Regions from separate parts of the Mus musculus genome. Here regions 1, 2, 3, 4, 5 and 6 are each linked to region 7. The links are chromatin contacts, called in public HiCAR-type, HiChIP or PLAC-seq and promoter capture Hi-C maps. All regions are on one chromosome and are shown on one strand. The core of a region is the stretch at or near the end of the contact, and the rest is flanking DNA. Distances in the headings are between cores, read along the strand shown.

Evidence for each region. Promoter capture Hi-C pulls out the DNA fragments that hold promoters and counts their contacts. HiCAR-type assays count read pairs that join an accessible place to other places. HiChIP or PLAC-seq counts read pairs in DNA pulled down with a chosen protein or histone mark.
Region 1: a promoter capture Hi-C map of pre-B cells shows a contact between it and region 7. The contact joins the promoter of Tgs1 here to the promoter of Nsmaf in region 7. A contact is called at or near these places in 4 of 39 promoter capture datasets (the 3T3-L1 cell line, the C10 cell line, cranial neural crest and 1 more) and 1 of 484 Hi-C or Micro-C datasets (B cells).
Region 2: a promoter capture Hi-C map of liver shows a contact between it and region 7, with 4 times the contacts expected there. The contact joins the promoter of 6330407A03Rik here to the promoter of Nsmaf in region 7. A contact is called at or near these places in 3 of 39 promoter capture datasets (the C10 cell line and liver).
Region 3: a promoter capture Hi-C map of pre-B cells shows a contact between it and region 7. The contact joins the promoter of Lyn here to the promoter of Nsmaf in region 7. A contact is called at or near these places in 3 of 39 promoter capture datasets (liver and pre-B cells).
Region 4: a contact with region 7 is called in a HiCAR-type map of astrocytes, with 6 times the contacts expected there. The contact joins the promoter of Rps20 here to the promoter of Nsmaf in region 7. A contact is called at or near these places in 5 of 39 promoter capture datasets (the C10 cell line, cranial neural crest, embryonic stem cells and 2 more) and 1 of 115 datasets of contacts at active chromatin or transcription factors (astrocytes).
Region 5: a contact with region 7 is called in an H3K27ac HiChIP or PLAC-seq map of extraembryonic endoderm stem cells, with 24 times the contacts expected there. The contact joins the enhancer-like site here to the promoter of Nsmaf in region 7. A contact is called at or near these places in 3 of 39 promoter capture datasets (hippocampal neurons and liver) and 2 of 115 datasets of contacts at active chromatin or transcription factors (extraembryonic endoderm stem cells and pro-B cells).
Region 6: a contact with region 7 is called in a promoter capture Hi-C map of the HPC-7 cell line, with 10 times the contacts expected there. The contact joins the enhancer-like site here to the promoter of Nsmaf in region 7. A contact is called at or near these places in 9 of 39 promoter capture datasets (the 3T3-L1 cell line, the C10 cell line, the HPC-7 cell line and 5 more).

Annotation. Positions count from the first base shown.
Region 1 is chr4:3,572,681-3,576,369 of GRCm38.p6, reverse strand. It overlaps Tgs1 (trimethylguanosine synthase 1), which reads right to left and starts at 1,491. Exons shown (of 13, transcript NM_054089.4): 1 at 1,241-1,491. The coding sequence starts at 1,344. It overlaps Tmem68 (transmembrane protein 68), which reads left to right and starts at 1,517. Exons shown (of 8, transcript NM_028097.4): 1 at 1,517-1,666.
Region 2 is chr4:3,713,500-3,716,722 of GRCm38.p6, reverse strand. It overlaps 6330407A03Rik (RIKEN cDNA 6330407A03 gene), which reads right to left and starts at 1,759. Exons shown (of 1, transcript NR_028126.1): 1 at 1-1,759. The region is part of intron 1 of Lyn (LYN proto-oncogene, Src family tyrosine kinase); the gene reads right to left.
Region 3 is chr4:3,676,368-3,680,064 of GRCm38.p6, reverse strand. Lyn (LYN proto-oncogene, Src family tyrosine kinase) reads right to left here and starts at 1,944. Exons shown (of 13, transcript NM_001111096.1): 1 at 1,701-1,944. It overlaps Gm42250 (a long non-coding RNA gene), which reads left to right and starts at 1,957. Exons shown (of 5, transcript XR_881076.3): 1 at 1,957-3,252.
Region 4 is chr4:3,833,726-3,837,210 of GRCm38.p6, reverse strand. It overlaps Rps20 (ribosomal protein S20), which reads left to right and starts at 1,556. Exons shown (of 4, transcript NM_026147.6): 1 at 1,556-1,727; 2 at 1,920-2,019; 3 at 2,202-2,275; 4 at 2,528-3,485. The coding sequence starts at 1,725. The coding sequence ends at 2,710. It overlaps Gm32823 (a long non-coding RNA gene), which reads right to left and starts at 1,562. Exons shown (of 5, transcript XR_881078.2): 1 at 1,277-1,562; 2 at 336-528. It overlaps LOC115490074 (a small nucleolar RNA gene), which reads left to right and starts at 2,065; the gene lies at 2,065-2,132.
Region 5 is chr4:3,777,218-3,780,382 of GRCm38.p6, reverse strand. The region is part of intron 10 of Lyn (LYN proto-oncogene, Src family tyrosine kinase); the gene reads right to left. Among named protein-coding and RNA genes, the nearest start is that of Gm22781, 18 kb to the left of the region's middle. Within about 2 kb of position 1,517, at least 33 of the 459 cell types and tissues checked have an H3K27ac peak or open chromatin away from gene starts, as enhancers often do. A contact at or near this core is called in extraembryonic endoderm stem cells, where this site is marked.
Region 6 is chr4:9,134,778-9,138,000 of GRCm38.p6, reverse strand. It overlaps Gm50597 (a long non-coding RNA gene), which reads right to left. Exons shown (of 2, transcript XR_001784233.1): 2 at 1,828-2,291. Gm34288 (a long non-coding RNA gene) reads left to right here. Exons shown (of 4, transcript XR_881105.2): 2 at 2,477-2,537. Among named protein-coding and RNA genes, the nearest start is that of Gm34288, 6.2 kb to the left of the region's middle. Within about 2 kb of position 1,615, at least 95 of the 459 cell types and tissues checked have an H3K27ac peak or open chromatin away from gene starts, as enhancers often do. A contact at or near this core is called in the HPC-7 cell line, where this site is marked.
Region 7 is chr4:6,452,469-6,455,670 of GRCm38.p6, reverse strand. It overlaps Nsmaf (neutral sphingomyelinase (N-SMase) activation associated factor), which reads left to right and starts at 1,400. Exons shown (of 31, transcript NM_010945.2): 1 at 1,400-1,686. The coding sequence starts at 1,628.

The sequences.
Region 1 (3,689 bases), core at 242-2,741, 2.9 Mb after region 7:
AGTGCAATATTGATCTCTTTTGCTTAGAAAGTGAATTCAGCGCAGCCTGGTCCCATCTTATATTCCATTACCTACCAGCATCTAATAGGAGCATAAAAAAGAACTTTACTGAATTAAATGTACACCTGAGCGTTGGGAGTCATTTTTGTCTGCTTCTGTAAAAGCCTGTCTGTTAGGCGGAGTCAAGGCAGGTCAGGCTGACAGATTTCCTGGCCTGCCAACGGCATGGAACAAAAAGCTACAACTGAGGCTCAAGGAGAGAGGCTGAACGTTCGATTAATCTTTGTGGAAGGAACAGGGAGGCCTCCGGATGGGAACAGATATCCATTCTCTGTCAGCCATTGTCTGTGCTAGTTTGTGACTTTGTTTCCCATGATACTGTAAAGTGTATTAAGGTTATGAGAAATACATTTGGGGCCAGTGTGGTTCAGGCCTGCAGCCCTCCGGATTTCTAACCTTTGTCTCTGAGTCTTCTTTTCGGTCTTATAATCATCCTCACTCCCCCACTAGAAGACTGTTCAACTCTGAACCAGCAGGACCTGTGCAAATGAGCCTAGTACATTTTTTAAATGTTAAATTTAACATGGTGTTATATTTCTTTTTTGAGGAAACTTTCAGATATCTTCCCTCAAGTACATAATGAAAATGAGTACCTTCAAATTTAAAATTTGTCAATGCTTTTCCCACCAGAAGGTACTTTCTATTCTGGCAATTTTAAACATGAAACCAACATTTCCCCCAGAGATGTCTCTAAAACTGCCATAAACAGTTAACACTTTTATCTCAAATAATTAGACGTTTCAGATACATAAATTTTTGTTGGAAAGGATTTTACAGTTTGCAAATAGAGCTCTAATTTGATCCTTCATCTCATCAATCTATTTGTATTAGTTTACACTTCACACTCCATCTTACTGGTATAGCTCAGGATGGTCTTGAATTTGCTATCCTTCTGCATGGCCAATACCTGGGCCATCTCGCCCGACTCAACCAATGTTGAGATTGGCCCTTCATTTATGGAAACCCGAAATGACACATATAAGGTACCACATTTAAAAAAAAATCAAAATTATATTAATCTTCCCTTTAGTAATTGCAGTAGAACATTCCTTCATGCCCGCGGGGTTTCGAGTTTCTTAGACATCAGGTCATGTGGCTTTCTGGAAAGCCTCTCTCTAACTCTGCGACACCCCCATTCCTGAGCAAGGACAGAAAGTGAGAGAGGACCGTCGCGACTTACTCCACAAATGCCCGGGAGCAGAGGCAAAGGATCTTGTACTCCTCCTCGCGGTCTTCAATGAAGAGCAGCATTTCGGCCACATGGTTCCACTTCTCGCAACACATTTCGTTATCCGGGCTCGCTCTGGTGTTGTCCGCGACTGGGCCGGGCGCTGTTGCTGAAGACAGAAAGGCGTAACTCGCGCGGGCAGAGGAGCGGAACGCGCCTGGGGACGCTCGAGCCGGGAGCCAGCCAGCCGCGCTACCGGAAGCAGCGACAGCAGCTACCGGAAGGGGCGGGGCGACCGACGGTCCTACACCCAATGTGGCTCGGCCTTCTTCCTCTCAGGCAGTTAAAGGAAACCGGCACTACCCGCGTGTCTGCTTCTCCCGGCTCTGCCGCCGACCAGCTGCCGAGGTCGCCGATTTCCTGTGACTTTCTTGTCAGGTGCGTCGAGCTCCCCATGGACTTCTCCATGCTGTTCTAGCCGGTAGCAGGCGTGGTGTCCTGGTCGCGGGGCCCGGAGCGGAAAGCCGGACTAGTTCCCGGCCTCTGCGCCTGCGCCGTGCAGTATATCTACAACTGCAGTATTCCTTCCTTTCATAACTCCTAAATTCAATATACCAGTCTAGATGTGAATTATAGATAGGCATGGTGGTATACACCTTTAATCTCAGACTTGGGAGGCAGAAGCAGACAGATCTCTCTGAGATCAAGGCCAGCTTAGTCTGCAGAGCAAGTCAGGTCCACACAGATGCTGTCTCAAAAATAACTAAATGTCTTACAGCATTATTGGAGAGAGTGACTAGAGTTAGACTATGATGCAGTAGAAGAGTAGTCATTAAAAGAGTAGGGGACTTTAACCAAAAGTAGAAGAGCATTTTTATATTGAAAAACAAAATCTTTGCAAGGTAATGTACATCAGAACCCGGAGAAAGAAGCTTGAACTCAAGGGGTTTTTGTTGTTTGTTTTCTTTTTATTGATAAGTGACACATGGGTGTGAGGAGAAGGCTTATTGGTTATTCGAGTTGGTTAAAGGGACAAAACATTCACGGGTGCATGAAAGTTGTCCTCCGCCTTCACATGCTCACTCATGCATCCTCCCCACAGGGTCAGGTGATTAAAAAAAAACATTTTAAAATTCTTTAAAAAGCCAATGGCATGTAATAATTTTACATATTTCTGGGTCACGGGGCAGCATTTCAGTGCATGTAGAAGATCATGAGAAGATACATTCATGAGAAGATCCGGGGAAACGATATATTTCTCACCTCAGACACTGTTTCTTTGTGTTGGGGCATTCAAACTGTTCTCTCTTAGCTGTTTTTGGATACTCACTTTGTAATCCAGTTTTCCTACTGTGCTTTAAAAGTTAAGTCTTCCTTTTGGCTATGCTCCACACCCACTAAATCACCATGTCTATATACTTCCCTGCACTTGTCCTGACTCGCTGTTAATCTTTGAGATTAACTTCCTTGTATGAGAGACTGATATGGCACCACCCAGAGTTAGTGTGAGACTTCCCACCTCCATTAACAACAGCAAAACCAACCAAACAACCTCACAGACATTCTCAGAGGTTTGTCTCTTAGGTGGTTCTAAACCCATAAGCTGACAGTCAAGAGTAGCAACAACAGTGTTGCTATCTATTCTTCATATGTTTGATAGCCAGTGACTATTCAAGCCCCCCTTTTAATGGGATTATTTGGGTTTTTTGACTACTTAGAAATAAATCTTTTGACTCTAGAAATAAATCTACTGTTCAACTAATAGTTTTTTTTTTTGTTTTTTGTTTTTTGTTTTTTGTTTTTGTTTTTTTTTTGTTTTTTTTGCTTTGGATGTCTGTTCTTTGGAGGGCATAGTTTCCCCTATATTTTCTTTTAATACTTTAAAGGGCAAAATAACATTGCTGCCTTTGTTTAAAAGAAATTGGTGGCAAGAGCGTGGGTTTATTTTTATATTCTGTTTGGTTTCCTTGGTCTACATGTCTTCATGACAGTTCCATGTTCTGGTTACATTGAAGGTGGGTATGGTAATGCCTTCAGCATTATTCTAGGGCTCGGGGTTGCTTTGGACATTTCGTCTTTTGTGTCTCCATGTGAGTTTGGGGATTGTTCTAGTTCTATGAATGTATTTTTCTATTTCTGTGAAATGTCTGATTTTTTTATTAGAATTTTGCTGAATCCAAATACCGTTTTGACTAGTATGCACATCTTAACAACATTAATTTCTCCAAAACAAGAACATGGAATGTTTTCATTTTTTATATCTTCTTAATATTTTGGCCTTGTTTTTTATAACTTTTGTTGTAGAGATCATTCTTTTTCTTTGTTAAAGATATTCTTCATCTCGCTTAGGTTTTGAATGTACACTGTGCTCATAGCTGGAGGTAATATATATCTATATACATTACATATATATACACATATATATACATATGTACACATACACACACATATGTATATACCT
Region 2 (3,223 bases), core at 510-3,009, 2.7 Mb after region 7:
TTAATCACAGCACTCAGGAGGCAGAAGCAGGTGGACCTCTGTGAGTTCAAGACCAGCTTAGTGTACAAAATGAGTCAACCTAGTCTACAAAATGAGTCCAGGATAGCCAACTCTGTCTCAAAAAACCCTGGTCTCAAACTCACAGAGATTAAAGGTTAACTCCACATGAACCTGGCCCAAGATTCTCAAAGCTTAACAAATAAGACACTTTACTAACTGGCTAAACGATACATTGCAGGACAATGAAGTGTCCTGGAGAGACTTTAACAGACCCCAGGAGTTTAAAATGAGAAATAAGAAGCAAAAGCCAGTGCAGATTCAGAGCTGTTCCTCTTAAAAATGAGGCCAAGAAGAGATGATATAAAAGGATGGCTCTTGGGGGTCAAGCCACCTCAGGGCACCAAGTGACAGAATGCTCTAGGGGACCTCAAGCTTTCAGGGGATATGCCATGGTGAAGGCTTGTTCCAGCACTGGCTCAGCTATGTACACCTCCCTCCCTCACATCTTAGCTTTGTGAAACCAGGTTGGCTGTGTCTGGTGTGATTCAAAACTAGCAAGTGTCAACTGCAAATCAATGGAACAGAAACAGGACAGTTTGAGAAGTTTCATGTCAAGATACACTTGACCCATTTGCGAGTGACTGTGATTATTAAAATATAACAGAAATAGGATTCTTCCTTCTAATGTATGACATCTTTTCAAACAGCATTGTGTCCTTATATCCAAAATGTATTCCAGTTTTGGATTCACTACTCGCAGAATATCTTCCATTCTAGGACTACTAGAAAAAAAAAAAACTGTAGTTGGAGGACCATGAACCAAGAGTGCCAGAGAAGCTGTGACTCAGTACTTGGGAGAAATAGGAGCCAGGGGTTAGTCTGTGTGGGTGAGGCTGGCAGAGGCTATACATCTTGAGTATGGTGTTAGGAACACACAGCATGTGACCACCAGCCAGTACTGAGGCAGTGGCTGGCACTTAGCAATTTTGCCTTCACTTTCTACATCGCTCAGAGTCCAGACAGAGACACTACTGGCTTTCCAGGGGACTAATACTCTAGGGAAGGCTGTCACTCAGTTTCAGACCATATCTTTTTATATATATATAAAATGTAAAATTGGCTCAGTGGTCCCAGCACCTGGGGTAGAGACAGGAGGATCAGTTCAGTGTCATCTTCTGCTACTTAAACTGAAGGCCCTGGCTCATAAGCAATACATAAGTAAATGCATTGTAAAAATCAGTAAGATAAAACTAAAAGGAAAAATTTAAGGTTTAAAGAACACAAAACACAAGCAAACATCATGTAATATTACAATAAAAATCCCAACGCTAAAATAAAATACAATACTTTGTACCTCTGTAGTATGTTGGAAGTTTGAAAACTTCTTTTTTTTTTTTTCTGGACAGGGATTACCTGTGTCATTCTAGCTTTGCTGGAAGTCACTCTGTAGACCAGACTGGCCTCTGCATCCCAAGTGCTAGAATTAAATGCCTTGACACTACTCCTGACACTACTTCGACATTATTTACTTTATGTATGTACTTCAACAGCATATCACAAAATTCTACCGAATTTTCATTTTTAATTAAATTCCTCACCACACTGTCCACTCAGCATGGGAAACCACAGCTGTCCAGTGTTGTCATTTCCTAGTCAAATCCAGTCCCCTCAGGTCCCATCAATTCTGTGAGAGATTTACATTTGGGTTCTGAGTTCTGGGAAGGCATGCATGAGAAAATGGTAATTTTTGATTTTCTTCCCCACGTTGATCCCCTCCCCCCCAGCAGACCTACATGATATCAACGATTACAGGATCTATGTAGAGGTGCGGTTGCCCACCAGTTGGTCCCCGTGGCATTGGTCTTCCCTCTGCCCTGTACTATGGTTATGACTAGGAACATTATTTTACATTTAAAATTCTCCAGAGACTTCCTCCCATCTATTACCTTCCCGATTTAATACAAAGGACACACAGAGAAACAAGCTTGAAAATGTGATGCTCTCTTCCGAGTGTCCTCCCAGCTCACAGCTCTCTTTGTTCTTCCTTAATGCCAGCCCGAGAATTTACCTATTTTATCATCAATCTATCTCTCATGTAAATGTAGGTCCATGAAGGCCACACTTTCTGTCAGTAGTGTACAGTACTGAATTGTCAATGAAGGACATTCTAAACCTTGCATAGCTATTGTACAATAAAGGCTACTTGGTAGGATAAATAGGCAGTAAGTGTTCAGTACTGTCCTTACAATCACCTCTCATTAGATCAAAGAGTCCTGCCTTTCTTTGTGAGCAGTACACACTCACATAGACACCGTACTGCTCACAGTCTGACAATACCCCTCTCCAGCCTAACTGTCAATCATCTGCATGGCTCCAGCAGAAAATTTCTGTCAGAGGCAGAGATTTCAACCCATGAACATGCGGTCATCTTGCCTCCTCATCTCTACTTGAGCAAGCTCTTCCCATGTAGGCAAATCTAACCAGCCCTCCAAACCAAATGCAAGGCCTGGCCAGCTGGCCTTCCACAGCTCACACATTCCTCTGCCTCGTATTTCTTCTCTCCTCAGTCACAAGTACCAACATTAATAACTCACAATGTGACTTTACGTGTGCATTGAGCCCTCAGTATTGGAAACAGGTGCAACTATTCCTTAACCCCACTGCACACACCCTGAGGGCAGGCGCAACTTCACCTCTGTCACCTCTGTCACCTCTGTGACATCATCATACTTAAGTGAAGAGAGGCATCTTGAACTCTGACACAAACAAAATCACTAGTTTCTAGGTCTCTGGGCAAACAATTGTCTGCTTCCATGCTCCTTGCAGGTACCTTAAACAGAGAAAGGAGACCGTGCAGCCTGCACCACCACAACGGCTACCTGTCACCAAGGCAGTGGCCAAGCACCATTTACTGAATCAAAGCAGACTCAGAAATTCTATGAACTATGTTTCGTGGTTTATAAAAAGCTTATAAGTAGAACCCATACTTTTATGGCCATATTTTTTTGGTTTATAATAAATTATCAATAAATGTTAATTCCCAAAGTTATTTTACTTTTAGGTATAGCTACACCAAACACTGAGCCAAACCCCACCCTACTTCATTAAGAATCGGGAAAAACTCGAAGGATTTTGGCTAAAAGACTCTTGCTTTAAAACAACCATTTTCCTGCTGTAAAGCAGAAAAAGGCCATAGTATGGGGAAATCAGGTCCCACCTGGAA
Region 3 (3,697 bases), core at 695-3,194, 2.8 Mb after region 7:
CTCTTGGGAGCTGAATTTTTAAAACAACAAAACCCCCAAATCACCCTGCCTTTCTCCAAATGAGGACCTGGATAGGCAGCAATCCTGAGGGGAGGAGAGTTTCATTTCACTTAAGAAGGGCCCAGGAAGCCGGGCTTGGTGGCGCACGCCTTTAATCCCAGCACTCGGGAGGCAGAGACAGGCAGATTTCTGAGTTCGAGGCCAGCCTGGTCTACAGAGTGAGTTCCAGGACAGCCAGGACTATACAGAGAAACCCTGTCTCGACCCCCCCCCCCAAAAAAAAAGAGAAGGGACCAGGAAGTTCCTGAACCCACAGGGCATAGCCTATTTCCCTAAAACATGTTATGGGTGTTAACTCCACAGAGAGAAAACACCCTACAGATAGCCGAGCTTCGGAGCAAAGAGTCCATCGTCTTCCACGTTAGGTCTTAAGATCTCTTGAACTGGGGGAATCCCAGGAACCTCTGAGGCAGCACAGCACACGTTTCAGGTGTTTTATTAGATAGATTTTCAAGTCAGCTAGCTCACTCAGACATGTGGTCTCGGGTTTAAAAATCGCCAAACTGCCAACCACCAAAGGCCTCCGATTTTATAGATGATCAGTTGTACCAAGTAACTTTCATATAACATTATATTCATATAATGTTCAAGGACCTTCAGTGTACTAAACCTATGAAGTAGGTTCATAGTCAATCAGGCGGAAACCCAAACCGGGAACTTCAATAATTCGCAGTCACTGAGAGAATGCAGGGCCTAGATTCCCACCTGGATTCTGAACAGCAAAGAAGTTGGGCGGATTAGCATAATTAACAAAAACACCGGTACTCCAATAAATAAAGAGACAACCACAAGCACCCCAAGTAGCGGGGACTATTGGGAAAAAAAACAAAAAACAAAAAACACTACACCAACAGCATAGGGAAGTCACTATAGTCAGCCAAGATAAGGCAGGCAAGTGGGAACTGTCGCACACACCCTTCCCCCATTCAGAAGGAAAGGCATCCCTGAATTCTTAAAATAACTCTAGCTTCCTCTTGGCCAAGGCGTTGGACTACTCCTCTGCGGGCTGACAGAAGTCGAGCTACGCGGGAGGTCAAGCTACAGCCTCTGTGGCAGCCGTTCGACGTCACCACCTTGCCTCGAGTCAACAGGGACCTCAGCTGTCAGCCAACCTTAGAGAGGGGCTGGGTTCAAACCCCCCTTCTCATCCCTGGGGACTCAAGGTCCGATCTGGACACTAAATACTGGATCCCAGATGACTCCCTCTGGAATCCCCACCGCGCTCCCTTTCGGAGTGGACTCAGGCCACTTCTCTCTGCCAGGCAAGAGAAGCTGGAGAGGGGCATGGGAGAGACTTGACGCCAAGGACCCAGGGGCGCCCACCCTGTGCGCACTGCCCACCACGCCTCCGCGCCGCTCCGCTGCGGACACCTGCGGAGTCGCCGCCCCCGCGTCCCCGCTCGATCGCCCCGGCGAGTCACAGTCTCCCAAGGCTGAAGGAGTCTAGATGCTCTCGCCACCCGGGGCCAGCGCGAGCGCCACCAAGAAGCAGTGCGCGACCTCTGCTGCGGGCGCCGTGGCTGCACCGAAACCCGGAGTCCCAAGCCAAGAAAGCGACCTGTGATCCGGTCTCTGACCCAGCCCCGGTCCCTGCCCGGTCCACCCTACGCACCCACCCTGCGCTCAAGCCCCGGACTTACTCGCTCGTGGTGGAAGTTTCGGGGCGGCGGAACTCCACGGTGACTTCGGTTAAAAGCTGTTCACGCGACGGGATAGCCCTGCGGGGCCCGCCTGGGAAGCAGCTGCGGGCCGGTGTCTTAGGACGCGTGACCGGGACTTGCGGGCACACTGCTCGGGGAACAGTGCCCGGCCTGCAGCAACCTATTAGCTGCAGAACGTTGGCCGGGAGGCGCCCAGGCCCGGCTCGGTGGGAGAGGAACTGGCTGTCGCTGGGCTCGGCCGAGAGGTCCCAGCTACTTCCTGGTGCTCGAATTTGCATACTGTGCTGGGAGGGCGGGGAAGTGACCGTTTGGTTCCTGTCCAAGGTTTGGTATTTGGTGTAGCCATCGCTCAGGGTTTTACAAGCAAACAGACTTTGGAGACCCAGACCGCAAGTTGGGAGAGTGGCGGTAGCCTCGGAAACAACATTCTCCCCAGGGCTGCGTGGAAGATCTAGGGGTTCTCGAGGGTCGTGGAAAACGTTCACCTTACTTCACTGTTCCTTAGGACCCAACTCCTCAATGCACTGTGTCTTGGGAGCAGAAGCAGCACTCTCTGTGTGTGTTTGGAGCTTCCAGAGAGAAAAAAACCGGTATCAGCGAGTAGATGTTTGGAGGGTATGGCGAGGGGGAATCTTTGCTTTAACAATCAAAACATCAAATTCCTTAAAGGTGTACAAGGAGTGCTGAAGATATTCACTGGAATGAGGAGTGGGAACTCGCTATGGAGTTAAAGGGCATGCCAATAGCTGAAAGCTTCCAGGAAAATGGAGCTAAGACTACTTATCAAGAACTGTCCTCTGTAGCAGGCTCGCATTGATTAGCATGTGGTCCTGGTAACATTACTGCATTCCTAACAAATGCTGTGTCCTTGTGTTCCTATGTGTACACAGTACTTGGCATACTGTAGGTACATAACCAGTGTGTGTTGTAAGATTGCTTGTTCAAACCAAATTTTGACTTGATAAATGCCCCTTACTGAACCAAGATATGCAATTAGCCTCAGTCACTATGATACCCACTTATGCTAATCTGACTTCTGTTTTCTGGGATTCCCTAATTGCAGTTCAACAGGTCAGAACAGGTACCTTGTAACAAAGTCCAGTACAGCTGTCATTTGTTACTAATGAAGGAAGACTAACATTTGTGAGCACACTGATTCACCAGTTTTGTTGTTTTTCTTTTCTTTTTTTCAGACAGGGTTTCTCGTTGTAACCCTGGGTGTTCTAGAACTCACCCTGCAGATTATGCTGGGCTTGAAACCAGCAATCTGCTTCCCAAGTGCTGGAATTAAAGGTGTGCACCAGCATTTCCTGGCCCCTCCATTTTTCAGTCAACCAGGGACTATGAAGATGGTGCCAGAGATTATAATGGAGCTGAAAAATCTGTATCACTTAGTGGTGTCGTAGCTGTCATAGCTCTTTCAGTGTGACAGTGCAAGACAGATCTACAGCGTTTGTGATGATGCTGATACCAACAAGTCCTCTCTACCGTTGTGGACCATGACTCCTGATTGCATCAAAAAGGACATAAAGTGAGTGACCTGGAGCACATAGGTTTAAGTGAGTGTACGATGTCTACCAGAAGACGAAATCACCAAAGAGCATGCTTCTTAGAGTGCCCCCATCACTAAGCCACAGGAATAACTCCTCAAACAAAAACAGTAGGAAGGTGGTTATTCCTATAATGAACAGTGCTACTGTCACTGTCCTGCTGAAGAGTAGCCAGTGTGTTAGCCTGGGAATCTGTGGTGCATATGAACTGTTATCTGTCAAGTATCGTATAGAACAGTGTAGTTTAAAACCTGTTATCCCAACCCTCTTGGGAGTGTGTGTGGGGGGGGGGGGCGGGGGGGAGTTTGAATGACCCTTTCATGGGGATAACAGGAAAATACATATATTTAAACTGTGGTTCATAACAGTGGCAAAATTACAGTTATGAAGTAGCTATGAAAACAACTATAAGGTTGAGGGTTCCCA
Region 4 (3,485 bases), core at 307-2,806, 2.6 Mb after region 7:
TTCCAGAGCGGCCCAGACTAAAGTCTTAAAAAAAAAAAAAAAAAAGAAAAAAAAAAAAAAAGCAGACACTCAGGAGGCAGAGGCAGAGGCAGAGGCAGGTAGATCTCAGGGTGCAGGCCAGCCTGGTCTACAGAATAATTTCAGAACAGCCAGGGCTACACAAAGGAACTCTACCTCACACAAAAACAAAGCAGAACAAAACAAATAGTCAAGAAAGGAAAAGAAAAACAAAGTTAGACTTTTTTCTGATGTTAAGTCTACTAGTAGTCTAAGAGGTCAATGGATTATATTTAAAAATAATTGAACTCGAAAACTCCCCTAACTTTAACACTTACCTAATTGTTCAATGACAGCAAAACTTCATGTACACTGTGAGTCAGAAAGCCAGTTCCTAGTTAGGTCGAATCCCGACCAAGCAAGTGAATCGGTGCTGGCGCTCCCAAAGCTCAGAAGAACATGGCTTAGGGAGTTCTCCTTGGAGGGGAATCAGTGCTCTGGGTTTGGCAACTCGGAGCAAGTAACTTTCACCTACAAAATAATGTTATTTCCTCCTGTGTTGTCTGTAACCCACCTCCAGGCTTACATTCTATTTGACCTTGCGCAGTGGGTAGTGTAGATTAATCTGCACCATCCTCTGCGTCCTAGGACATTTGACCTGAGGACATTTGGCTTTCTTTCTGCTGTACGCAGACACTAATTTTATTATGAACAACTGCTCCGTTCTAAGGAGTCCCCGGAGGTCTCAGCCATCATAACATAGCAGAACGGAGCTCCATCGCAACATAGAGAAGAGAATATTAAAACTGGGTAGATGGGTTCCAGGCCAGGCTGCAGGTACAATGCCCTGTGACCCCACAGAGCACTGGGACTAGAGTTCTGCCTTCACTTAATTGAACTAACTGAAGCTAAACCTGGGTTTCCAGCAGATATAGACGTTTCCAATATTCCTGGAAGCCCAAAGCCAAAATATCACAAAAGGGCATTTCAGCTCCGAAAAGCAGTTTCCGAATAATTTTTAGAATATAAGCTTAGTAATTAATGGGGGGTGGGGGGGAGGTGGGGTGTGTGTGTGTGTGGGGGGGGTGCCACAGCTCTCGTCAGAAGACAAGTTTCCGAAAACCACTATCTCCTTCTACAAGGATTCACAAGATTGAACTCAGGGTGTCAGCTCATGGATGGAGTGCGTTTTCCTGCTAAGCCCTGACTTCTGTCTTCAGCACCAAGTAAATAAATGCCCTGTCACGATCATTCTTCCCCAAGGTCCGTGTCAGCTAACCTCAAAACAACTCTTCCCTTGTCAGACAAAAGCAAGCTGATCGAGTATGCATGCGAAGCATATTTCGCACTGTAAAGACCGTAGGTGCTTGTGCAGAGAGCACCTGGCATGAGTTTTCTCCGCTCCAGCTTCGTCTGTCCTCCGAGTCAGGACAGGGACTCCGCCGAGAGGCCAGAGGGCGCGCGCGCGTCCTCGCCTTTCCCGCCAACTAGGCGGGGACGCAGCCCGGCCTCCCCCACGGCGACCTCTTCGCGGGCGGGGCGGTTCCTGTTCCGGGTCACAAAGCACCCGGATGCGCACGTGCTTTATAAGCGCCCGGCGCCGTCCGGCCCCTCCTTTCTGAGCCCCGGCGGTGCGCGCTACGGAGCTCGGCCAGCCTGCTCCGTCCTGACTCACCGCTGTTCGCTCCTGCTGAGGAACAAGTCGGTCAGGAAGCCGCGCCTCAGCCATGGTGAGGTGGGGGGCGTCGCCACGCGGCCTGGGGCGTCGGCGGGGCTCGACTTGCTGGGGCGCCGGGAGCGCAGAGCCCGGGAGAGGGCTCCCGCCGCGGCGAGGGCCCGGGAGAGGGTCCTCATGGCGGTTGTGTAGGAGTGGGCCTCCACTTACGGGTCGCTGTTTGTTTTTCCCGCCTGGGTGATAACAGGCATTTAAAGATACCGGAAAGACGCCCGTGGAGCCCGAAGTGGCGATTCACCGAATTCGAATCACGCTCACCAGCCGCAACGTGAAGTCGCTGGAGAAGGGTCAGTACGATGCTCGGGGTGGCTTGGTGATCGCTGGGGCGCGGTCGGCGATGAGGAGATACCAACCGTATTGAGTTATAGTGATATTTCTTATACGCTATTCTGAGCCGATAGGCGAACTTGTTTAAAACGCCTCGAGTCATTCTGAGTTAACTGAAAGACCATGCTTTCTTAACCCGCAGTTTGTGCGGACTTGATCAGAGGCGCCAAGGAAAAGAATCTGAAAGTGAAAGGACCGGTGCGCATGCCTACCAAGGTAAGGGACAGGTAGACTCGAGTACTGGTAGACTGGTGGGGAGGGGGAAGGTCAGAGTTTGATTGCCAAATAAATTCAGAGATTAAATTTACATTCCTAAGAATACAAGTTATTAGGGGCCAAATGTCTGGTGGCGATTGAGTATGATACCTTTCTTAAAGCAAACTCCAAAACTCTCTAGTAAAGGTTGCTGAAACCTGTTAACATACAGAGAAAATGGTTCAGAAATGGACTAATTTTGTTTTATTGCAGACTTTGAGAATCACTACCAGAAAAACACCTTGTGGTGAAGGTTCCAAGACCTGGGATCGATTCCAGATGAGGATCCACAAGCGACTCATTGATTTACATAGTCCTTCTGAGATTGTTAAGCAGATTACTTCCATCAGTATTGAGCCGGGAGTTGAGGTTGAAGTCACCATTGCAGATGCCTAAGACAACTGAATAAATCGTCTTAATGGTCAAATTTTGCTGGCTTTTGTTCAGGTTTTTTTTTTTTAATTCATGTTTATGAGTGTAAATGTGTGTGTCACAGGGGTGTCAGATGTTCTTTGAACCACCATGTAGGTGCTGGAAACCCAACCTGCATCCTCGGAGAGAACAGGTTCCTTAACCACTGAGCAAGTACTGAAGCATTAAACTGCTTTTAAAAATGAAGGTGTGCTAACAGATTGGTCAGGTGAAAAAGAGACGTTAGGTTTCCTGCAGGGGGCGCTAAGCCAATTTAAAGACTAAGTTGGGTTAGAAAAGAGCAGATTGCATCCTTGATCTTTTAAGCCTGGGGATTTTGTTTTGTTTTGGGATAGGGTCCCAACACAGAACAGGCTGACCTCATTAAATATCAATCTTATTTGATTGCCTCTGCTCCCAGAGTACTGGAATTAAAGGCAGGGACCACTGTATTAGCCATTCTGAGTTATTTGAAATGGACTCTGCAGGCCATACTTGGTCAAAATTCTGCCTTCTCAATTACAGGCATGAGCCACTATGCCTGGTTTACTTACTAATAGATGTCCAAAGACTAGTGTATGAAAATTTTGCTTTTCCAGGTGATTTGTGAAAGGCAGGGTGGCCTCTCCCATGTCACACTACTTGGGTTACTCATGTTGCAACATATCTGCAACTTTAGGTTGAGGGGATTTGAGCCTGCATGTGCCACTTTGGCCAACTGAACTAATCTTTAATTCCATCTAAAACTTTTAAATCTCAG
Region 5 (3,165 bases), core at 268-2,767, 2.7 Mb after region 7:
TCAGTTTTTCGAGACAGGGTTTCTCTGTATAGCCCTGGCTGTCCTGGAACTCACTTTGTAGACCAGGCTAGCCTTGAACTCAGACATCCACCTGCCTCTGCCTCCCAAGTGCTGAGATTAAAGGCATGCGCCACCACTGCCCGGCATAATCTTAGATTCTTAAGTGAGGAAATATATGCTATTCTCTGGATGTTGTAGCCCCCAAATTCATATATTGATACCCTGACCCTCAATATGATCCTTATGTGTTGGCAGTTGTAAAGTAATAAGTCAGGGCATCATGGAAGACTTGGTGTCCTTACACAAGAGACCACAGAGAGCTTCCTGGTCCCTTCCACCTTGGGTAGCCATAGCTGTTAAGGGAGAATGTGTGTGTGTGCATGCATGTGTGCATGCATGTGTGCATGCCTGAGCCAGGAACTGAATGTGCTGGCACTTCCTCCCGGACATCCCTAGAACTCTGAGAAGTAAATGCCTGTTGTGTGAGCCATGCAGTCCATGATGATTTGTGGTAGAAACCAGAACTAAGACAAAAGAAGTGAAGAAATTGAATTTTTAATAATACAAGTTCATTATAAGGCACCAGGACATGAGGGCTGTGCTTGTTAGTAAGACTCACTCTATCAAGATCTTGCTAAGGAAGAGCTGTAGGTCCAGCTCTCCAGAGCCTCTGAGCACAGTCCCTCAAGATGAACTGAATATACTCTGACAACAAAGCAAGGGCATGAGGCAGAATGAAGGATTCCAATAGACAATGACCTCGAGAGAAGAAGGTGCCACTTAGTGCTGGCAGGAAGTGTGGCAGAGCTCTAAAATAAATTAGAGGATTGTTCCACCAAATTACAGTCAAGGATAAGGAATGAAGGTGTGTGTGCATGTGTGCTTGTATGTGTTTATTTGTGTTTGTTTATGTGCATGTTTGTGGTGCGTGTTTGTGTGTGCTTGTGTGTGTGCATGTTTGTGGTGTGTGTTTGTGTTTGCTTGTTTGTGTGCATGTTTGTGATGTGTGTTTGTGTGTGCTTGTGTGTGTGTTTACGTGTGTTTGCTTGTGTGCAGGCTTATGGTGTGTGTGTGTGTGTTTGTGTGTGCTTGTCTGTATGTTTGTGTGTGTGTGTTTAAGAGAGTTAGAAGTCACTTCCAATTAGGATTACTTCTAATAGAGTCCATTGCCCCCCAGATTCTGCCTTAAACTGCAGCAGCTCATCTGGAAGGACCAGACTCCTCCATCACTGTGAGCAGCAGCCTCATTACATCATGCTGTGAAGCCCACTCAAGTCCCTTGCCCTCTACTGCTCAGCAAAGGAGCAGCTCTTTAGCACTTCCTTTCCTTCCAGGCCTCATCCTGGGTCCCCTTCCAGAGTCAACCAAGTCCCACCCTGAACCTTTCTCCTGTTCTACAGTGTTGTTTTGCACAAACACTACTGGCAGCTAAGGGTTGTAGCTTTACCTTTGTTTTTATTCTGTTCAGGTGCTTACTGTTGTCACGGCAACCAGATAATAAACACCTCTAAGACAAAGGCCGCACTGTATATCTTTTCTATTTCACTTTTATCTAGTGCAACTTTGCTGCTGTTACTAATCTCCCTCAGTAAAATGAGCTAAGGTTTTGTTTTTGTTTTAAGATTTATTTATTTATTTTATATATCATGCCTCAGTTATTCTTACTGCGCTGACACACCAACCTTAGGCAAACTTACTAAAGCCAAAGAAAGTGGAAGAGTGCAGAGCGTGCTGGGACTAAGCAGAAGAATGGGCCAAGCAGTTGTTACACAACTGGATGGAATGTTTGGCTTAAGGAGACAGAGAGATCCCTTGCTGAAATGAGCCAGAGGCAGGTTCTAGAGCCCCAGCGGGATACAAACAACTGTGTGGTCATTACTGATGGTCTCTGAGCCCGTTTCCAGTCCTCCTTAGTTATTGCCTTTTTGAAATGCTGGTCACACCTAGCTAACAGTCTAATAATTATATAGACCCTGGGCACGGCATGCAAAGAAGCTGAGGCTGGAAATAATCCCAACTTAGGCCTAAACTCAGTTAACTAGAAACCTGTGTGGGAAACACAGATACAAGCATCACAGACAGCAAGGGCTCATGCTCTGCCATGGATTCCCAGGGTCAGCTCATTGAAGAACATTCCAAGAACTTGCTAGGAGGGCTCCACACACACCTACTCAAGCTAGGCACCTGTTGAAAGCGTTTGGAGGCGATTCTCTGAAGCAGTAACAGTATTGAACAAGCCTTGTGTACTTTGGCTTTCTATTCCAGGTAGAGTGCTTTTCCGAGCTCAGCTTCTAAACGATGGTGATGGTGGTGGTAATAGTGGTACTGGTGGTGGGTATTGATTATGATGGCGACTGTTAGGTAGTGAGAGAGATAGTAACCACTACTAGTTCAGCATTTACTGTGTTTTACAGATTTTATACTTAATTCATGTTTGACCCTAATAACAACCACTAGGCAGGTTTTACTCCCATGGAACACATGCAAATGAAGCTTAGAGAAGATAAAGGCCTCAGAAAACAGCAGTGTGAAGGAAGCCCATGGAGGTACATGACAACCACAGCCCGTGACCAAGCTCTGTCCAGAATGGTGCCTTGAAAATGTTTCTGACTGAAGCAAATGCTGTGAAACACACCCTTGCTGAGTGTGCTGCTCTCCTGGGAGGACAGGCAGAGCTACCAGGCAAGGTGGAGGTCTGTGAGCCACGGGGTCCACATCAGCCTAGCAACCTAGCCACAGAAGATTATGATGCTACCTGGGGTGAAGGGCTGCCTTGTCTTGTTAGTTGACAAACAGCCCTGCAGTGTCAGGAAATGAGTCCTGAGATGTAGCCTCTCTGATGCACCTTGGGAAAGAAGAGAGGCTTCCGGGATGCTCTTACTCACTCACCAGTCAGCCAGACTTTCCTCAAGTAACAGCCAACTGGCTGATTATTTTCAATAACCAGTCAGCGGAAGAGCCTGCCCTCCCACAAGCCCAGAGCCACAGGTTTGGCCAAGCACACAAGTCAGAGATGAGAAGTATCAGCTTCTAACAGAAGTCATGTCAGGAGCTGCAGCATGCAGAAACCGAATATTGCTTCTTACTCGTGTAGGCTGTGTGTGTGTGTGTGTGTGTGTGTGTATAGGGTGTGCTGGATCAGGGCTGGACCTTAGACTGTAGTCA
Region 6 (3,223 bases), core at 366-2,865, 2.7 Mb before region 7:
GAGAGGGAAGCCCCACAGGAGCTCAGCCCGAAACAAGACCTTTTTTTATCATCACACAGTGGCCGAGCTATGCCCTTACATCAGCAGCTGACTTCCACCCTTACTGTGGAGGGAAGGCAAGGATCGAGTAGATGGTTTAGTTTGGATTGGTTTGGTTTAAATTATCAAATCAGATGTGGAGAGAAGTGAACAAAATCTCATTTACTCCTGATACTATGTACAAACAGAAAAACAAAGATAAAAATGTCAGTCCGTGTTCACACAACCTGGGGCTTCACAAGAGGTTTGCAAATGTGGGTAGTGGCTAGCTAACATATACCCATTACTACACGCTATGAGGGTGTGGGGAGGAAAAGAGAATGTGGTGTGTGTGTGTGTGTGTGTGTGTGTGTGTGTGTGTGTCAACATCTACTATATAAATAAATGCAGAAATAAAATAGTAAAAAAAAAAAGCCAGAAATATGTTTGATGCCTTTATTGATCGCACTGACCTTTCTTAAGTAATAAATATCCAAGCGAGGTCAAGGCTCTCTTGGTGTCAATGTCTCAGTGAGATCACTTTACTGAATCAAAGGGAGAGACCAAGGAGGAAAGGAGAGGAAAAGGAGGGGCTAATGGAGAATGGGGCTCACACTATGCAGGACCCAAAGGGGGCAGATGCTTTGGGTCCATTTTATGTCAGATGCATCTGTACCCACCTGGAACAGGTATTATTGTTAGTCCCATCTGGATGAGTTCAAATGAACTCAAACCGAGCACAAGTCTGGATTGTTTCCCTCAGTAACACAGAGGGCAGCACCTGGCTCAACAGATAATGATCTCATTCTGCCACTAGCCCCTTCATATGAATATTATAACAGAAATATTCTTGAGCTGTTTTGACTCAAAGGGGGAAAAAAAAAACAGGGTGAATATTTCGTAAATACAGGTTGGGCTGCTAGATGAGTTGCAAACATTTGCTTCGACTGTATCTATCCAGCAAAATGCATCGCTTCTCACAGGGTCATGTAACACGCAGCTGCCTGCCCAAATCGCCCAGCTATAGGCATGACTATTACACAAGAGGGCTTTCATTTACACAGGCCCAGGAGCGATCGGATAGAGGAAAGAATCAATACCGTCTGTAGAGAAATAAATCGCACTGGAAACGGGGAAGCAGGGGCTGTTTGTGTGGCAGCCAGGAATCCTCTACCAAAGACGCCATGATTTAATCTGCTGAAGAGCTTCCGGGGAAGGCTGGGGCCCACCCTTCCCTGCAGCTCTGCTTGGAGACCCTCTCAGGTTCCTGCAAAGCGCCCTTTTGACAGCCTGAGCTCAGAGTGGACTTCGCTGCCACCAAAGCCACTAGGTGAAAATCACAAAACAAAAACAAAAACAAAAACAAAAACAAAAACAAAAACAAAAACAAAACCCTGCTCGGCATCACTGCTGGTGCTTCTGAAAGCAGTATGAAAGAGATTCCTGCGACCAGCGAGCTTGCCCGCAGCCCTCACTTCACCACCTTCAGCTCCTTTCATTATTCTGTGAGCTGACTTGCCTTCTGCCTGGCCACACACAGCCTTGCTGGAGATGTGCCTGCTTCCTCGGTATTGCTATCCAGGACAATTGCATCCTTGGCCTGCGTCACAGGTCCCAGATCCCAGCCCCTCGGCCCTGAAGGCTCAGCCTTGGCCTGCCCTGCACCCCTGCCCCTGATGACGGCGCCCCCACGTGTGATTCTTGAGGATTTGGTGGTAAATGAGTTCACTGTCTCCTGCATTTTCACAAAATCCTTCTGAAGCTGGAAGAATGTGTCATCGACTGATAAAAATGCTAAATGACAACTCATTTTCATTTTGCAGAACAGAATTGTTTAATATTTCATTTCTATCACCTGCTCATTTTAGGGCAGCCCACACATGACAGGAAGGGCTCCCCGGAGAATTGCTTAAAAGGTTAAAGCTTCCGACAAGCAGCCATCCTGAGGCTCTGCTTCCCGGCGGTCGCGCGCCCAAGTCCGCCTTCGTTGATGTCTCAATGCTGCCCTCTGCTGGCGAGTGGAGCACCGGCATAGCCTGGAAATGAGACACTGAGAAGCCACAGGAGCCCAGCGGGGCTGTGAGAAGCGTGGAACACATGAAGTTTTCTACCTCCTCCAAGGGCATCCCGACCTCTTCTGAGGGTCTTTCAACTGCTCTTTCGCCAGCATGGATTCCTCTGCCAATTTTCAAGTTGTCTGCACACCAATAATGGCGAGAAGCCATGTGTCCAAAGGCTTTCCTCCCTGAAGGACTGATGGATGTTGAAGATGCCTGACAAGGTCAAATGAGGTCAAGTTGAAAAGAGCGACAGTGCATAGGGTGGACAGGTCGGATCTGAGGATAAAATACAAACGTATGCCACCAGCCACAAGCCCCATAAAATCCTCACAATGGGAACCCAATCCCTCTACTCAGCTAGCCCAACCCACATCACTCCAGCAGTCTTTCTTTTCCAGGTTTCAATTATCTGTCCTCACCCACGTTCTGAAAATGTTACGTGGAAAGTTCCATACATAAGTAAGTTGTACGTTTTGTATTGAATGCTATTCTAAGTGGGGCAATGACACTTCACAGTATCCAGTCCCTTCCTATCTGGAATGAGAATCGAACCTTTGTTCTCTGTATCCACACTATATAGGCTACCTTCCCGTTACTCACGTGACCCTCAGCTCGCTTATTGAGGTATCACAAAGTTTGTGCTCAGTAAACCAAATTTACTTGTACAACAACCCCTTCGAGCAAGACAGGCAATGCTAGGAATTTAGGCGTGCCAAAGACAAGTTGGAAAGTGCTTTTGATAAATGGGAAGGTGCTATAATAATAAGCTTAATAAGAAAAGAACAAAACGTCTAGTAACATTGTTAAGATCTACACTTTCAGAAAGACATTTAGAAAACAAGAGAAAATGACTATTAACGTTTGTTGTAATTTTCTGTCTTACTGCTCTCGTTAACCTTTTCCTGAACCTTGTTGTAGGTTAATTTATAGATTTAACTTACTAATTTATAAGTTAAATTTTGACCTAGGTGTGTATATGTAGAAATATATTAAATATACCTAAGGATATATGTATCAGTAGGATGAATAGTTTCAGGCTTCCTCTGAGGGTCTTAGAATGTGCCCTTCATGATTAAAGGGTATACTATCTTCTCTCTGCCTCCACTGGAGCTGGCCTGGGGGAAGGTCTCAGCAACCCTCCCTCT
Region 7 (3,202 bases), core at 151-2,650:
GAGAGAACTCAGGACCTGGATAGAATTTGGCCAAGGAGAGACTCTGTCACTCTCCACCACTACCAGGACCACATCTTTCCTCAATGTTTAATGAAAAGAAAACTTAGATTCTGGTCTATTTTTTAATTACTTTATTCCAGCCAAATTAATTTCTCTCCTTTGAGTCCATAGCATCTACTATACTATTTGCCACACAGAAAATTTTCAGATGGTATCTTAGCCATTCTCATAATCTTATGTCATTGTGCACACATGCACACAAGCTCGTTCCCAAGGACCATTAGGGTAGTTACAGAGTCTGTGCAGCACTCGGATAAAAGGAAGAGATTCACTGACATAGGGTACTCAGGTCTCTTCAGTTATGACTTCCGATCTTCCCCCACATGCTGCCAGTGATGAAGGACAGCTAATTGTTGCCATTGTTGTGCTTTTTTTTCAACCCTGCAGAACTTGATTCTTAAGCCAACACTAGGAGTGTTTCAACACACACAACTTAGAGGCTTGTTATTTGAGAGTCCCTTAAAGGTAAGCAATATCCAGCGTATTCTCAGGGTATTGAGAAATCATAACCCCAATGAAATACGAGTCATAGTTGGCAGGACAGAATATAAAAGGTAAGTATTGTTGAAGGTAAGAACCTTTCTTTACTGCTAGTGGGAGTTAAATGGATACTTTGAAAGCACAGTAGCAGACTTTCAGAGTTCACAGATGGACTTATTAAAACAGTCTAGAAACTCCACCCTTTGATTTCGACTTCACTCAACAGAAATGAAAGCATTTACACACATAAACGGGTACGTGAATGCTTATAGCCAAAAGGTGGGAACACTGCTGTGCCTGGCAACTGTTGAATATATTAACAGGAATGCAGTGTGTGATACAATGGAATACACTTCCGTGATAAAAAGGAATAGAATGTTGACTTGTGCTATACCTCAGACGAACCTTGGAAGCATTGTGCTAAATGAAAGAAATCAGACACAAAGACCACATATTGTATGGATGTTTTTATTCTAGATGTCCAGGCTAGGCAAATTCACAGAGACAGAAAGTTAAGTACTGTTTTCTAGGGCAAAGGTTTGTGGAGATGCACCTAGGAGTAGTGATTGCTAAAAGGTAAAGGTTTCTTTTTGAGATAGTAAAAATATCCCATCACTGTGATAATAGTTGCAACCTAAATATGAATATTACTAAGAACCGCTACACCATACACGGGCGAAAAAAATAAAATAAAATCCCATCGATTATTTATTTCAAAGACTGAAATTTGGGACTAAACATCCAAAAACCTTGTTATTTCAAATCCCCGCCGCCAACGAACTGGGGGGCTCCCGGGCAGGTCTCAGGCTCACGTGGGAGGTATCCTCGCCGCAGCAGCGCTGCAGAGGTTAGTCGGGGCAGTGTAGGACGCGGCTCCCGCGGCCTCAGGTCACTGCGCGCCCCTCCTCCGGGCCTGAGTCACGGCGTCGCCCGAGTCCCCACGCGAGGATGCTGCGGTGAGCGCCGTCCGGACGCCGCGGGCCCTGGGGCGCAGCGTGGGGCTCCCGGCCGCCCGCCCGCCTGCCCGCCCGGTGCGGCCGCTCGGGACTGCTCGGGACAGTCGGCGGCCTGCGAGCCCTGGGCCTCCATGGCGTTCACCCGGAAGAGGCAGCGCGAGCAGCAGCTGCAGCTCTACTCCAAGGAGAGGTGCGCGGGGCGGGAGGCCGGGCCGGGCGGCAGCCGGGGACTCTCCTGCAGGCCGCGGCCGCCTCCGGGGCCGCAGAGCCGCGCGCGGGTGGGCCCGGCTGGCGGGGGCGCCTGGGGACGCGAAGGCAGGGCGGTCCCCGCGCCCGCCCGCCCGCCGTCCCACGCCGGCGTCTCCCCACCGACCCTCCGCGCCCTGCATGGGAGGCTGTTGGGGAAGCGCGTGCGGCGGGGCGGCCGCGGTCAGCCGCGGCCCAGGGAGGACGTGGGTAGAGCTCCGGCCTCCCTCAGATCCCGTCCCCGCACAGGAAAGCGCACTTCCGCCCCGTGGGTCCCTCCCAGGGCGGTTGGTTTTGTGACCCAGCTGTGGTTCCAGCGGGAACGCGGGCTACATTTTTGTTTGTTTGTTTTGAGATGCGGGTTTGTCTGTGGGAGCCGGGATCCGACGGTCACGTTGTTGCTGAGTGGATCCAGCGAAGCAGGCTATGCCAGGAAATGCAGGTGCAGCTTTTATTCTGGGTGCTCTGCGGAGGCTTCACCTGTAGCTATTGCTCAACCCGCCCTCTTCCCCAAGCCCCGCATCTCTCTCTAAGATGTAGTGGGCTGGCAGGGTGGTCCGCGCTGAAATTACCTTTCCACCTCCGGAATTTAAATGGAATTTCTTTGTCTGGCACCCGACGACTTGTTAAGACTTGTTGGTGCTCTGTGTTACATTGAAGAGCATTCAGATTAACATTTGAAATGTTTTAAACGCGTGGCCTGTCATGTTTCTAGGACTTAGTCATTTGTAACAATCCTGTGATAAACAGCGAAATCGGACAGGGGGTGTTTTGTCGTAGATTCTGACTTATTTTAATCGTCTTACGCTGCTCTGTAATGTTAGAGGAACTCGCTGCCCCGGTTATTTCCAGCAAATGCTGGTTTGTTTACATATTATGTACATATGTTCACAGTACTCCAAGGTAGGAGTGCTCCCAGCCCAAACATTTATCAGCTGCCAGCATCAACTCTTCCCTACACTCAGCACCAGCAGCTGATTTCTACTTCCTGATCACCCCAAATTTTTATTTTGAACGTAAACCAAGCAGATTCTTTATAAATCATAGAATCCATTTTTAAAAAGGGGAACTTTTAAAAGTTAACTTTGGAAAACCAACCTTACAGAGACCCAGATCTACCATTTCTGCCCACGCGTTTCTTGGCTTATCTTTTGGCAACATTGGCTTCAAATGGGCAACGTGTTTATAAAGGTGTCGGGTTTCAGCTATCTCAGGGTTTCGCTATCTCAGAGAACAGTTCTTTCCCAGAGCTTGAGGCTAGCTTCAGAGATAACCAGGGGCCTCTCTGCTGGGTGTACTCACAGAGGGTTTAGATTTCTACAGCTACCAAACACTGAACCCAGAGAAAGAGAAACTGAAGTTAGCTTGTGTCTCTGACTGCTGATTCAGCTGCAGTTAGAATACGGTACATTTTCCACATAAGTAGAAGCTCCTGCCTGGGAGATTCTGCCGCAGTGATG